Regions from separate parts of the Mus musculus genome. Here regions 1 and 2 are each linked to region 3. Evidence: chromatin contacts called from public HiChIP or PLAC-seq data. All regions are on one chromosome and are shown on one strand. The core of a region is the stretch at or near the end of the contact, and the rest is flanking DNA. Distances in the headings are between cores, read along the strand shown.

Region 1 (4,399 bases), core at 1,437-3,936, 740 kb before region 3:
CTCATCCTCCTGCTTCCTCCTCCCAAGTACTGGGTTATAGGGTTGTATCATCAAGCCCATTTGATTTTGAGCTATATTTTACAATTTTTTATTAAGTTCTATCATCTCTTAATTTATGAATTACATGAATAACTACACACCTGAAGCCAAGTATCATAAGTTTCATTATGTATAGCCCTAATTTTTTTTTTTTTTGAAAGACAGGGTCTCACTATGTAGTCTTGGTTGGGTTGTCTTATGCAGACCATGCTGTCCCCAAACTCATAGAGATCCATCTGCCTGTCTTTCTAGTCCTGGTATTAAAGGTATGGGCCACTATACCTGGTTCCATGCCCATTCCTCTATTTTAACCATAGCAACAATAATATAACGTTTAATTTTTTTAGATGAATACTTTTCTTATTCTAGTATCAAAAGAAAAAGGCTTTATTTTAAAAGTTTATATTTAAAAGCCAGGTCCAGGGGCTGGAGAGCTGGCTTAGCGATTCAGAGCACTGTTCTTGCAGGAAACTGGAGTTGATTTCCAGTGCCCACATGGCAGCTCACAATTGCCTGTAACCTCAATCTAGGGGACTGAACACCTTCTGGCCTTCTCAGGTATCTCCACGTACATGGTGTACATAAACTCATGCGGACACGAATACAAACAAAAAACATTTCTTAAAAAAAATCTTTAAAAACGATTCCGTCTAGGGATAAAACTCAGTGGTGGAGTGTTAGCTTAGCTGTGTGTGCAGTTCTGGGTTCAATATACCACAACGACAAGTAATTTAATTTGTCTAGAAACCCCAATTTCCTCTCTCCTTTTAATTTGTAGCTTACCTTTCATATGGCAGCTTTCTTCCCTGCTCCAAGCTTCCTTTGACTGTACATATAATAAAGCTGAAAAGGCCTGCAAGGGATTAAACTTGCAATCAATTCAAATGATTCAACGATTCAACTTTAGCCACTGCAAATAAACAAACAAACAAATGATTACAGCTATAATATGCACTAGACGATCAAAGTTTGATCCAGATGCGAAGCCCAGTTCAATGTTAATAGCCTGGCTATTGGGTGGCAGGAAGGTGAACAGGACCTCTAGAAACAAGTGTATTCTTTTTGCCCAGCATTGAAACTGTTGAGAATGGAAAGAACTGATCGCAAAGTGCGCTCGGATTCCAGGCTCCGAGCAGCTCAGCGCCTGACAGGCTACTCTAAGCCTTCCACGCCGCTCCACAGATCCGTTTTCCCATCTCTACTATTTCTCACTCCTACAAGGCAATCCATAGTGCAAACGAAACGCGGCGTCCTGGGCAATTCTGGCCCCATTTTTAACGAATCGTTTTTTTTTTTTTAATGGGAAACAGCTTAGCAGTATTTCCATTTTTAAATCTTGAGCACACACAACGTTCACGCTGATGCATTTCTCTCGGTGTAGAGACATTTTTTTCCCACTCAACCTGTCCGCTTGGTTTTTTGTACGGCAGCCTCCGGTCTCACGGTGTTTAAAACATGACGTCGGACGGAGAAACTACAGCTGGAGTTAGGATCTAACGTTGTCCTGCCACGGTTGCGCCGCACTAGGGAAGCCTACGTGGGACTCCGCCAGGCCTGGAGCGGCCCACGCCCGCAGGGGGTCGCGGACGCACGTGCGCGCACCGCACGCGGGTGCACGCTCCGGAGTGTTTACATCGATCCCTCCCCCCTCCTCCGGCCGGGCTGGACCCTGATCCCGGATGCCCGGTCCGCAGCTTAGCGCCCGCCAGAGCCCGAGTTGCAGCCACCGCCGCGTCAGAGCGGGCGGGGGAGGGGCGGTGAGGTCAGCGGCGGCGGCCGGGTAGCGCGGGGCGCATGCGCGGACTCAGCCCCGTGAGTGGCAGCAGCGCGCTGGGGGCGGGGGCGGGAGGCGCCTGTGTGTGGGCGAGCCGGCGGCGAGTTTGAGAGGTCTGTGGTGCGGGTCGCCCCGGGGGACCCGGGTGCAGGCCTCGCGCGACGGCCACTGCCGTGTGCGTGTGTTGTTTGTGTGGTGAACGCACAGCCGCAAAACTTCCTCCTTTGCTGCCCCCAGAGAGAGAGCGGGCGTGGGGGAGCGTTCGCGAGCGAGCGAGAGGGATCCCAGCGTGAGGGAGCCAAGCTTGATGGGGCCGAAAGCTAGCGTGAGGGAGCGATCCTGAGCGTGAGGCAGCAAAGCGCCGGCCGGAGAGCGGGCAAACGATAGGGAAGAGCGAGAGCTAGCCGTGCGTTGAACCGAGCGTGAGGGAGCTAGCCACAGGGAACGCCGTGAGCGAGCAGTGTGTGAGGGAGCGATCGCCAGCGCGCGACCGAGGGGCCGGCGCTCGCACCACCCCGGAACCCACCACAACAACTGGAGCAGCTGTCAAAACTTCGCCGCGGCGTGGGCCTGACGGGCTGACGGCGCGGGGGAGGGGTGGCTGGCCCCGCCCCGGCCCGGCCCGGCCCGCCGCCCCCCTCCGCGGCCCTTTCTCCTCCCGCCGCGGGCGGCCTGGGGGAGGGGCCGGGCGGAGACCCCTGCGGCCGCCCCCGGCCCGCGCCCCTCGCGTCGCGCCCCGCCCCGCCCCGCTCGGCGCCGCCCTCCGGCCCGGCCCCGCCGGCCCCAGCCTTGGCCGCGGCGCCCCGCCCCGCGCGGCCGGCCCCGCCCGCCCCGCCCGCTTGCCCGCCGCCCCCCGCCGGCCCCTGCGCGCCGAGTGCGCGCGCCCGCGCCGATGTGTGTGAGTGCGTGTCCTGCTAGCTCCATGTTGCCGCCTCTCCCGGTACCTGCTGCTGCTGCTGCTGCTCCCGGGGCTGCGGGAAATGCGAGAGGCTGAGCCGGGGAGGAGCAACTCGAGCAGCAGCAGCGGCGGCGGCTGCGGCCGCTGCGGCGGGAGGAGCCCCCCAGGAGGAGGACGGGGATCCATGTGTCTTTCCTGGTGACTAGGATGTCGTCGGAGGAGGACCGGAGCGCGGAGCAGCAGCAGCCGCCGCCAGCACCCCCCGAGGAGCCCGGAGCCCCGGCCCCGAGCCCCGCAGCCGCAGACAAAAGACCTCGGGGCCGGCCTCGCAAAGATGGCGCTTCCCCTTTCCAGAGAGCCAGAAAGAAGTAAGTTGAGCGCGAGGGAGCCAGGCGGGCGGCCAGCGGCGGCGCGGCCCGGAGCTGTCAGGCCCCCGGCCCGGTGGGGGCGGGGCGGCCCAGGCGCGGCCCGGTTCGGCGGCGCCCGCGCAGGTCCCGCCGGCCGCGCCGCGCACTTTACTTTGGAGTTCGGCCTCGCTTCTGGGAGAACCGCCCGGCGGCTTCCCCAGGGCCTAGCCCGGCGTCCGCACACGCCCCGCCGAGCACGCCCAGCTTGCTGCCGGCCCGGCCTCTCGGAGCCACAAAGCTGTGGGCGCCAGGGACGGAGCTGTCAAACGCCGCGGCCGGGTGGTCCGGGTGCGGCGGCCGGCGCTCTTTGTCAGCTCGCGGCTCCTTTAACTTTTCTTGCTCCCAGACCGGTGCTTTTGCTTCTTAATGATACATTAGGAAGCCATTCGAGCCTGTCCTCCCCATCCCCCACCGCCCCGAACCGCACCGCCCGGCTCCGCAGCCGGCGCTCGGGATCGCACGGGCCCAGGTGTAAGCGGGCGAGTCGGAGTTTCGGGAACGCGGCCGGGTTCCGCGGCGCTGACGGCCCAGAGCACTTTGTTTAGGGGAGACAGCTTTAAACGTCGCTGGACGAGTAACTTCAACTCCAGCTGGGCAGGCAATGGCTTTCGATTGTTTTTGAGCGTCCGTGAGGACTGTGCCGGGTGGATGAACTGGGCAAGAAGTGTTGTCTTAAAAAGTGGTTATTCGGCAACTTGGCTTGAAAATTAAGGAAACCGTTTTAGTGCCAATGAGTTAGTTGATCAGCAATAGTGGCTCTTCGGGGTGCTGCGGAAGATTGGTGACCGTCTTTCAAAGTTGCAGAATGGCGTGTGTTGCTTACTCATTTCATTGTATGATATTCTCATTGAACTGTTGGCGGTGGAAGGGTGCGCTGGGACTTGCAGGAAGAAGTCAGCACATTTATGGATAGGCTGTTTGTTTGGTTTACGTGCATTCATTTGTTGTGTCTGGTGGTTGCAGCAAAAATAGTGTTAACTGAGCCATAGCAAGCAAGCACCCTGGCCTCTCGGAACCCACTAAGCTCTTGACACAGTGTATTTGGGGTGGGTGGTGGAGAGGGTTTGCTATCTTTTTACTACTAAATGTTCCAGGGCCTTTAGTCGCCTGTATATTTTATCACCTGCCAGCTCTTACCTAGCTGTGAAAAATCTTGAGAGAAACACTTTATAGAGGATGTATACATTATTACATTAGCTTCTTTGTGATACAAAGTTGCGAGTTTATTTTGTCTGTTACTTTGTAAGGTGATGGTCTGCATAAGATAACATTATGCCTGCC
Region 2 (4,770 bases), core at 871-3,370, 950 kb before region 3:
AATTCCCTAGCTGCTGGTGGTAGTGGTGGTACACACCTTTAATCACAGCAGTTGGGAGGTAGAGACAGGCAAATCTATGAGTTTGAGGTCAGCCTGGTCTACATGAGTTTCAGGACAGCAGGCCTACACAGAGAAACCCTGTCTTTAGAAAAAAAAAAACAACAGGATGAGAGAGAGAGAGAGAGAGAGAGAGAGAGAGAGAGAGAGAGAAAACAGTCAAATCTTATGGAGGCACCAACTTTCAAAACATTCTAGTTATGGCAAGATGACATAAACTAGCCACCACAGATAATTCTTCAAGAATATGACAAGAGACAGAGAAATGACACAGAGCCAACCTCACACCTTTTCATAAGAAAACAACCTACAAATCTGTTGGAAAGGGAATTTTCAGGAAAGTTCCAGCAACTGACCTAGTAAGTTGTAAACTCCATTCAGGCATGTCTACTGTGACACGCTCCTAGAAAAGTTCAAATCTGATGCGTGGTAGTATGTCTTGTACAGACATTCATGTGTACTGTACACATAAGATTTGTACTCAGAGATGTACAGAGTATAAATATTCTATCTATCTAATCAGTGGGCGTTTGACAGGCAACAGTTAAGAAAACTATTCTCCTCTCCACTCCTTCCTCCACCCAAGATCTTAACACAATGGGCCAGGGAATATAATTCATCTGCAAGAGTGCTTAACTAGCATGCACTAAAGTGCCAATGCCTAGAATCTCATAGGAGTGCTGCTGGCCTGTATTTCTAGAACTTGAGAAAAACAAACAAAAGAAAATAACTATCTCTTGTGAGGCTATGCCAGTGTCCGGCAAATACAGAAGTGGATGCTCACAGTCATCTATCAGATGGAACACAGGGCCCCTAATGAAGGAGCTAGAGGAAGTACCCAAGGAGCTAAAGGGGTCTGCAACCCTATAGGAGGAACAACAATATGAACTAACCAGTACCCCTCCCCCAGAGCTGTGTCTCTAGCTGCATATGTAGCAGAGGATGGCCTAGTCGGCCATCAATGGAAGGAGAGACCCTGGTCTTGCAAAGATCATATGCCCCAGTACAGGGGAATGCCAGGGCCAGACAATGGGAGTGGGTGAGTTGGGAAGCAGGGCGAGGGGAGGGTATAGGGGACTTTGGGGATAGCATTTGAAATGTAAATAAAGAAAATATCTAAGAAAGAATGAAAGAAAGAAAGAAAGAAAGAAAGAAAAGAGAGAAAAGAGAGAAAAGAAAGGAGGAAAGAAAGAGAGAGAGAGAGAAAGAAAGAAAACAAACAAAAGGCAAACAACAAACCTAACCAAACCAAGAGCTTGAAAACTTCACAGGCTCAGTGTATTTCCACAGTTCTTTTCAATTCAATATACATTTTTCTCTTCCCACCCCAGTTATCTATAAATACCACAGCCAGTCATAGGCTTTTGCCTCAAGAAAGGACAAGAAGAGCGAGCTTGCTCAGTAACGGTGTTACTTCTCCTGTTAATCTGGTTATGCTGTTCTGCCCAGAGTAGTCTCCTGGGCTCGAACTATTATCTGGCTTCAGCCTCAGGAGTTGTTGGGACCACTGACACACCAAAAGCCCAAATCAGTAAACTTTTGTCCTAGTACCTTTGAGACACAATCTCATACTACAGCCCAAACTATAGCCTGATCCGACTCTTGGTGATTCTCTGCCTCAGCCTCCCGAGTGCTAGGATCACAGGCATACACAACCGTGGCAGGAAGATGTACTTTAAGTTTCTTTAGAACAAGTAAGCACGGGCAGTGGTGGTGATCGCCTTTAATCCCAGCACTCAGGAGGTAGAGGCAGGCAGACTTCTGTGAGTTCGAGGCCAGCCTGGTCTACATAGTGAATTCCAGGACAGCCACGACTACATAGGAAGTTCGTCTCTAAAAAACAAAAACAAAAAACTAAATAAGATTTAGAAATCACGTACATGTTAATTTTGCCTGATAAAGACCCGTCGAGATGAGTAACTGAAGATAACATAAGGACCATAAGGACTAAAGGAAACGCAGGAGACTGGCGTCACCAAGAGGGCGCCGCAGCTTTACTGCGCATGCCCTCGGCTTCTCTGGCTCCGAGCCCGCACAGTGCGCACGCGCACACAGGGTCATTGCTTTGACTGGCTGCGTCTTTCGCGCTTTTGCTAAATGGCGTTGCTGGCGGGTAGGTTGAACCCGCGGAGCTGGCCGGGCGATGTGTAGCGACTTTCGCAGAGCGGAATCCGGGACAGAGGTGAGAGCCGCGGGGCGACGGGAGGGCCGCGCACTACAGGGGGAGGTCGCCGAGCGGCGCCCAGGGCCACCGTGGGGCGGCGCGACAGCCGCCAGTGAACCGGTCAGGGATGGCGAGCCGTGCAGCAGGAGCTGGGGAAGGGAGGACCACCAGTTGAGGCATCAGTAGACGTTTTCTAAATTTAGGTAGCTTGCTTCACCTCTAACTAACCTGTTTGTGGCATCCGGCCTTCTGTATCCCAGAATACCCCTGTCGTCTATCTCTCCAGAGCCACGCAAGCCATTTCACTCAGGAACCGTTAAACGTTAACGTGTGTTACTTGTTCGAGTACTGTCAGCCAAGAGTTGGGAATAAGAAGCAACAACAACAAAATTAATCAACAGGCATGGTGGTACACGCCTTTAATCCTAGCACTAAAGAGGCGGAGGCAGGCAGATCTCTATGAGTTTGAAGTTAGCCTTTATATAGGTAGGTCCAGGCCAGTCAGGGCTCTATAGTGAGACCCTCTCTCACAAAACAAAATGTAATAATCGAAGCTTCTGTAAAATATACAGCATATGGTAAAAGCATGCCTCTCCAAAAGAGGGTAAGACAAATTGTAGGAGGAGCTAACTTAAATGTATTCAGAGGGGATCCAGGTAGCTCACGCTGGCCTTGAGCTTGCCGTGCAGCTGAGTATAACCTTGTCCTAGTTATTTATTTGTAGAAATTATGTAAATGAATGTGTGTCTGTGGGTTGGTATGTACCCATGTGTGTAGATGAATTTGGAGGCCAGAGGAAAAGGTGTCAGATGATCAGGAGCCGGGGTTATTAGCAATTGAGTTATCTGAGCCAAACTCATGTTCTCTGTAAGAGCAAAACCCATTCTTAACTGAAATCCATCTCTCTGGCCCCTAACCTTCGACTTCTGACCGTCCTGCCTCCGGAATGCTAGGATTACAAGTGTGTGCTACAGTGCCCTGTTATCCACTGCCAAGGATGGAATCCAGGCTTTCATGATTCCTAGGCATGGGATCTGCCACCAGAGCTACCGTTCCCAGCCCCTGAACTGGCACTGTAAGGACTGTTCAGTGGTTTGCTGCTGAGGAGGGAGCAGCTCAGGTATGGTCTGAACTTAGCAAGGGCAGCAGTTCCAACCTGTGGGTCACTGCCCCTTTCGCAGTCCTCTATCTCAAAAAATATTTACATTACAATTCATAACAGTAATAAAATGACAGTTAGGAAGTAGCTTCAAAAATAATTGTATGGTTGGGAGTCATTGCAGCAGGAGGAACTGTGCTACGGGGTTGAAGCGTTAAGAAGGTTGCTTTAGGGGAACAGCCAGTGGTTCTGTAGAGTCGGAACAAAGACAATGTTGGGAAGCGAGCTTTAAGAAATAGGTGGAGTACGCATCTCCCTGTGTAAACCCAGCCTGACGGACACACACGCACACACACACACACACACACACACACACATGCACACACACCACACACACACACACACACCACACACCACACACACACCACACACACTCACCACACACACACACACACACACACACATACACCACACACACACACCACACACACTCACCACACACACACACACACACATACACCACACACATACACACACCACACACACTCACCACACACGCACACATACACCATACACACACACACACCACACACACACACACTCACCACACACGCACACATACACCATACACACACACACACACACACACATACACTCACCACACGCACACACACACATGCACACACACACACACCACACACACACACACCACACACTCACCACACACACACACACACACACCACAATACTGTTTCTCACTTCCCTCCCAGGTCACCCACCAGGCTTTTCTCTAAATGCACTGAACATGGCAACTTCATAATACACAATAAATATTGATAACGGTGTCTGGTTTTCACTGGGAAAAAAGAAGCTACAGAGCTGCCTCTTTGTCATAGACAGATATTAAGTAAGACAAAATAGCATTTATTTAAAAATAATTAGTTTTGTGTAATCACAGACTTACAAACTTTTCTATTTATATAAATTGTTGCCTTGTACATATGTGTATACGTCGTACATGCCTGGGCCCATAGAACCCAGACGATCATCAGATTCCCTGGAAATGAGTTACAGTTCTCAGTTGCCATGTCAGTAGTAAGACTTGAACCTTAACCCTCTGCAAGAGCCATTGCTCCAGCCCCTGAAATACATTATTTTGTTTTTGTTATTTTTTGTTTTCAAGGCAGGTTTTTTCTGTATACTCCTGGCTGTCTTGGAAGTCACTCCATAGACCAGGCTGACTGACCTCAAACTCACAGAGATCCACCTGCCTCTGCCTCTTGAGTACTGGGATTAAAGGTATGCACTATGACTGCCTGTCTTGAAAACACTTTTTTTTTTTTTCTAATGAAGAGGAAAGGATTTTGCTATGCTTCTCCCATGACCATTTCCTTTTGCACTTCTTTTTGTTGTTTTTGTTTTATTGAGGCAGGGTCTCATAGATGAGGCT
Region 3 (4,742 bases), core at 196-2,695:
TGGGGTGACTCCTGGACCCCAACAGTACGTGTTCTGCCTTCTAGAGAACCCTCACATCAGGAAGGCAGGAGGACCTGAGTTCAGCTCCCCAAACCCACATGGAGCCAGGGGATTGAATATCTGGAACCCCAGCAATCCCACTGCCAGAGAGGAGGCAGAGACAGGAGAATCCTCAGATGTTGCTAGGCCTATTTTCCCTAACAAGGTGTTGGACAAGGGCTGACTGGAGAGGCTGTCTTAGACACATACACACACACACACACACACACACACACACACTTTTCTAAACTGGCAGAATGCTATTTCAGTTTTTTTTTTAATGATCTATAACTTCTTTCTTTTAAATTTTATTATTTTATTATTATTTTTTATATGTAAGTACACTGTAACTATCCTCAGATACTCCAGAAGAGATCATAGAGGTCATCAGATTTCATTATGGATGGTTGTGGGCCACCATGTGGCTGCTGGGATTTGAACTCGGGACCTTCAGAAGAGCAGTCGGCGCTCTTAACCACTGAGCCATCTCGCCAGTCCCCGCTGTTTCAGTTTTATGCCTTCATAAAGACAAACACAATTTGCTTTGTGTTGGAGTGTGTGTGCTGGTGAAGGCAGTAAGCTGTTCCTAGTGGGGGTCTTCAGAAGAAACTGTCAAGGAGTTCACTGTCCGCCTTGAGTACTTCCCATAGCAAAGACCCAAGACTCATCCCTCTGCCCAAGGATTTCCGGGCCCTGTCTCTGTCCTAGGAAGTCTTATCTATACTCTGCTGGTAAGAGGGCCCATGAGCTCTTCCCCAGAGTGCAGAGTGTAGGCCCCTGGAGTGGCTCTCTCCTTTGATCTCAGAGTCTGACCCCAGCTCCCCAGCTTCCCAGCAGTTTGTAGTGCTTGCTCTTCAGGCTTCAATAGACTCCAAATGCCTGTGGGCCTGGCAAATTCTGGCACCTCAGTTTAGTGGGCACATCACCCTATAAACAGATTCTTGGCATCCCAGGTGGTCTAGCGTTAGGGCTCAGGTACTGAAACACTTTGTACTTACAGCACAAAGTACTGAAAGTCCCCTAATGCAAGCAGCGGGGCATCAAGGCAGATGTCAGCTGGGATCTTCATAGGACTGATTATAGGTTGTGCCGAGTGTCAGAGCACAGTCTGGGAGGCCACAGCTATGGCAGAGAGGAGGCAAAACAAGAGGTTGAAGGGACTCTCCCGAGCCCTGACTCAGCAGGGCAGCAAGCAACGAGCTGGACAGGAAGGATCAGGTCAAGAGGCATTGAGGACTTGGTCACTTGTGTGTAACACAGGGGCGGCGGGTGGGTCAGGGCACCGGCTTAGCACGCCCGACAGCACTAACACGCGGGTGCCAGGCCAAGCAAATCTTTTGTCCCTGGGGGCGCTGAGCCAGCAGGCGCCACAGAGTATATACCGGGTCTCGCAGTGGCCAGCGATACACCATGGCGCAACGCTCGGGAAAGGTGAGTGCCCCAGCAGCCTCGGGGAGCCCCGCTAGTGGGGAGGGCACAGACCGACCCCAGGTGTTCTTCGGGGTTGACAAAGTTAAGCAAAACTTGCTTCTTAATGAGATGGGGCAAACTCCCTCTGTTGGTTGGCTGAGGGCGTGTATGGAGTACGTGGGTAGGAAGGTCGCCCTCTCCCCCAAACCTCTCCTAAGGGATTCCCAAAGTCAGGAGGAGCTTGGTCAGGCCCGGTGTTTCTGGCTTAGAGTGGTAAATCTCTGGTAACCGACATGGTTCAGCATTTCTTTCAGCCTCTTCACCCTTCCTCACTACAGGGTGGGTGGTCTAAATGTGGCCTCTGACCCCCCACCCTCCAAGCTCTTTCCCCATTTGACTTGAGGCTGATTCTATGCAGTATGTGGAAATTGTAGGGAACCTCCAAATCCTTTGAATGCTGAGATCTTCCCGAATGTTCTAGAGGCCCTTAGCAGCCTTGCTTTATGCAGGGAGGGCACCCACCACTATGGCTACCCCTTTACCCCTTACCTTCTGTAGTATCCAAAACTCTTTGGCCTTCAGAGATTCTTAACAAGTGGGCTCAGTTGCTGGATGCTTAACTAAATGCACAAAGCTATGGGGTCTGTCCCCAGCACTGAATAAACCAGGCACAGTGGTACTTGGCTGTAGTCTCAGCTTTGAGGAAATGGAGGCAGAAGGATCAAAGTTCAAAGTCCTTCCTAGCTATTGATAAATTCCAGGCCAATCTGGGATAGCTAAGACCTTTTCTCAAAACCTGGCAGTGGTGGTGCACGCCTTTAATCCCAGCACAGCGGCAGAGGTGGGGGTCGGGGGGAGGATCTCTGAGTTCCATTCCAGTTTCCAGAGCAAATTCTAAGGCTGCCAGGGCTACACAGAGAAACCTTGTCTCAAGTAACAACCAAAAACAAACAAAACAAAACAAAAATGAAGACCAACAAAAAACCCTATCTCAAAAAAAAAAAAAAAAAAGGAGTGGGTGAAGTAGAGAAGACAAAGGGGTGAGTGACACTTAGCCCTCTCCTGAACACCCCACCCCCAATACCCTTGTCCCCAGATATCTGGGCAATGTGTCTGTCCCACTGTGAGCCCAGTGATGTCTGATAACAGCCAGCTGCCCATTCATTCTCTGCTCCATCGGCACTGTCGGGCATCCACTGTAATGGGAAGGAATGAAAGTCTGGGTACCATGGAGGAGGTTGAGGTCCGGATGTAGAGAAGCCCCCGACACAGGGTCCTTCTGGGACCACAGCTCTTTAGATCCAAAAAGTTATTGAGGGGTTGGAATTTCAGTATTAGGAACCTCACTTTTTGACTTGTTCTCTATGATATTTATGCCTTAAAAAACATGTCCTTTAATGATATTGTGTTATGTTTAACAACAAATGCTAAGTACACCCATGCACACATGTGAGTGTGTGTGTGTGTGTGTGTGTGTGTGTGTGTGTGTGTGTGTAGTTCAGCTGGGGCCCAGAAGTGGAGACTCCCCTGCTCCTGACCTCTCAGCTGGCCTTTCCAGATCACTCTGTACGAGGGCAAGCACTTCACAGGGCGGAAGCTGGAGGTGTTTGGGGACTGTGACAACTTCCAGGACCAAGGCTTTATGAACCGGGTGAATTCCATCCGTGTGGAGAGCGGAGCCTGGGTCTGCTTTGATCACCCTGACTTCCGCGGCCAGCAGTTCATTTTGGAGCATGGTGACTACCCTGAATTCTTCCGCTGGAATGGCCACAACGACCACATGGGCTCCTGTCGGCCTGTGGGCATGGTGAGTGAGATACTCCACGGGGGTGGGGCTGGGGGTGGGGGGGAGCCAGCAGCTTAAGTAGTGGAAGGTCACATGGGCGCTTAGTTAGAAGTACGAGCATCTCCCAACAATAAAATCTTTAAAATTGAGAGGACCCTGTCCAGACTCACCCTGACATGAGATAAGATGCTGGGAAGACCAAGATGGATCAGAGATAGAACACATGAGCCCTTGGGACTTGCCGAGGAATCCTTCTACATTTCTGAGCCAAGCATGTAGCTAAATTTCAAAGACTAGAGATATGTTTGGATTGTCACTGAATAGGGGTGCCCTCATCAAAAGTAAAACTATAACCGGGGAGATGTTTGTAAATGCCTGCCGTACAAGCGTGAGAGCCTGAGTTCATAACTAAGCACTGCATGCAGCAGATGTGACAGCTCACCTGCAACCCCAGCCCCACACACAGCTCATACATGTGCCTGGGTGTACTCCCATGTCCATGAACGCACGCGCACACACGCGCACGCGCACACACACACACACACACACACACACACACGCACGCACACACACCATGGCTGCTTTGAGCATGAACACGTACCCAGGCAGCACTATGCTGGCCTTCAACACTCTGAACTTGGAATGGAACATGGAGGAGGCCAAAGTGCCCAGGGGACAGTAAGAAATCTGGAGGTCAGTGCTCTTGAGTTACACAGATGGCTGTATCTCACAGCTGTGGCCTGATGTGCGTAGGGAGAGCAAATGAGGGGTACTGCAACCCCAGATAGAGACCCTGTCAGCTTCTGCTGGGTCTCCTGAGAGTGGGATTTGAGAAAAGAGGGCTCCTCGGTCACAGGTATGAGACCTGCTCCAAGTGTTGCCTTCTGAGTGGGAAGTGGGTCAGACCAGTGTGGGCAGCTCTCATCGGCAAGTCACTCTGCCAGGGCATCCTACATGCCTCACTTTGGCTAATACGTGAGACGTCTGGGTAGGCGCCACTCTGTACGGGGGAGGGGGCTTTCTTTTCTATATCAGTTACAGAATCAGCTGGGCTCTGGCACGTTTGATTGAAAGAATGCTTTCCTAGCGTCTCTGCGAGGATGTAGGCATTCGGAGAGAGTTGGTGGAATGGTTGGCTCTGGGTTCTGCATAATGCTGTTTATATGAAAAATATACAAGCCGTCTTCTGAAGACTGTTCTTGTCAGAGACATCCCAGGCTTCACAGGCACCTGGCCAGTTGTGAGAGAGCCCCCTCTGTCCTCTGGGTCACACAGTATGTACTGGTGCTATTGAATTATGGTGAATCTTAGGGCCAGTAGAGACTTCAACAAATGAGAGGCATTGTTTTAGCTGTCTTGGCGCAGCATTCCTAAAGGATTCTATTACACTTTAAAAATATTATAAATTGAAGGCCTGCCTGCTCATGGCCTGAAACTGAGGGTGAGAAGCCAAAACTGGGGCATGAGCCCCCTAAGCTGAGTGCCTGAGGGGAGCCAGTGACCCCCA

The links. HiChIP or PLAC-seq counts read pairs in DNA pulled down with a chosen protein or histone mark.
Region 1: an H3K27ac HiChIP or PLAC-seq map of extraembryonic endoderm stem cells shows a contact between it and region 3, with 5 times the contacts expected there. The contact joins the promoter of Kmt2c here to the promoter of Crygn in region 3. A contact is called at or near these places in 2 of 484 Hi-C or Micro-C datasets (both in embryonic stem cells) and 1 of 115 datasets of contacts at active chromatin or transcription factors (extraembryonic endoderm stem cells).
Region 2: a contact with region 3 is called in an H3K27ac HiChIP or PLAC-seq map of embryonic stem cells, with 4 times the contacts expected there. The contact joins the promoter of Xrcc2 here to the promoter of Crygn in region 3. A contact is called at or near these places in 1 of 39 promoter capture datasets (the SN4741 cell line) and 1 of 115 datasets of contacts at active chromatin or transcription factors (embryonic stem cells).

The regions. Positions count from the first base shown.
Region 1 is chr5:25,497,070-25,501,468 of GRCm38.p6, reverse strand. It overlaps Kmt2c (lysine (K)-specific methyltransferase 2C), which reads left to right and starts at 2,686. Exons shown (of 59, transcript NM_001081383.2): 1 at 2,686-3,079. The coding sequence starts at 2,919. It overlaps 4831440E17Rik (RIKEN cDNA 4831440E17 gene), which reads right to left and starts at 1,672. Exons shown (of 1, transcript NR_030700.1): 1 at 1-1,672.
Region 2 is chr5:25,703,147-25,707,916 of GRCm38.p6, reverse strand. Xrcc2 (X-ray repair complementing defective repair in Chinese hamster cells 2) reads left to right here and starts at 2,120. Exons shown (of 3, transcript NM_020570.2): 1 at 2,120-2,239. The coding sequence starts at 2,201.
Region 3 is chr5:24,754,551-24,759,292 of GRCm38.p6, reverse strand. It overlaps Crygn (crystallin, gamma N), which reads left to right and starts at 1,445. Exons shown (of 4, transcript NM_153076.3): 1 at 1,445-1,470; 2 at 3,008-3,256. The coding sequence starts at 1,450. Gm33591 (a long non-coding RNA gene) reads right to left here and starts at 2,251. Exons shown (of 2, transcript XR_003955727.1): 1 at 1,999-2,251.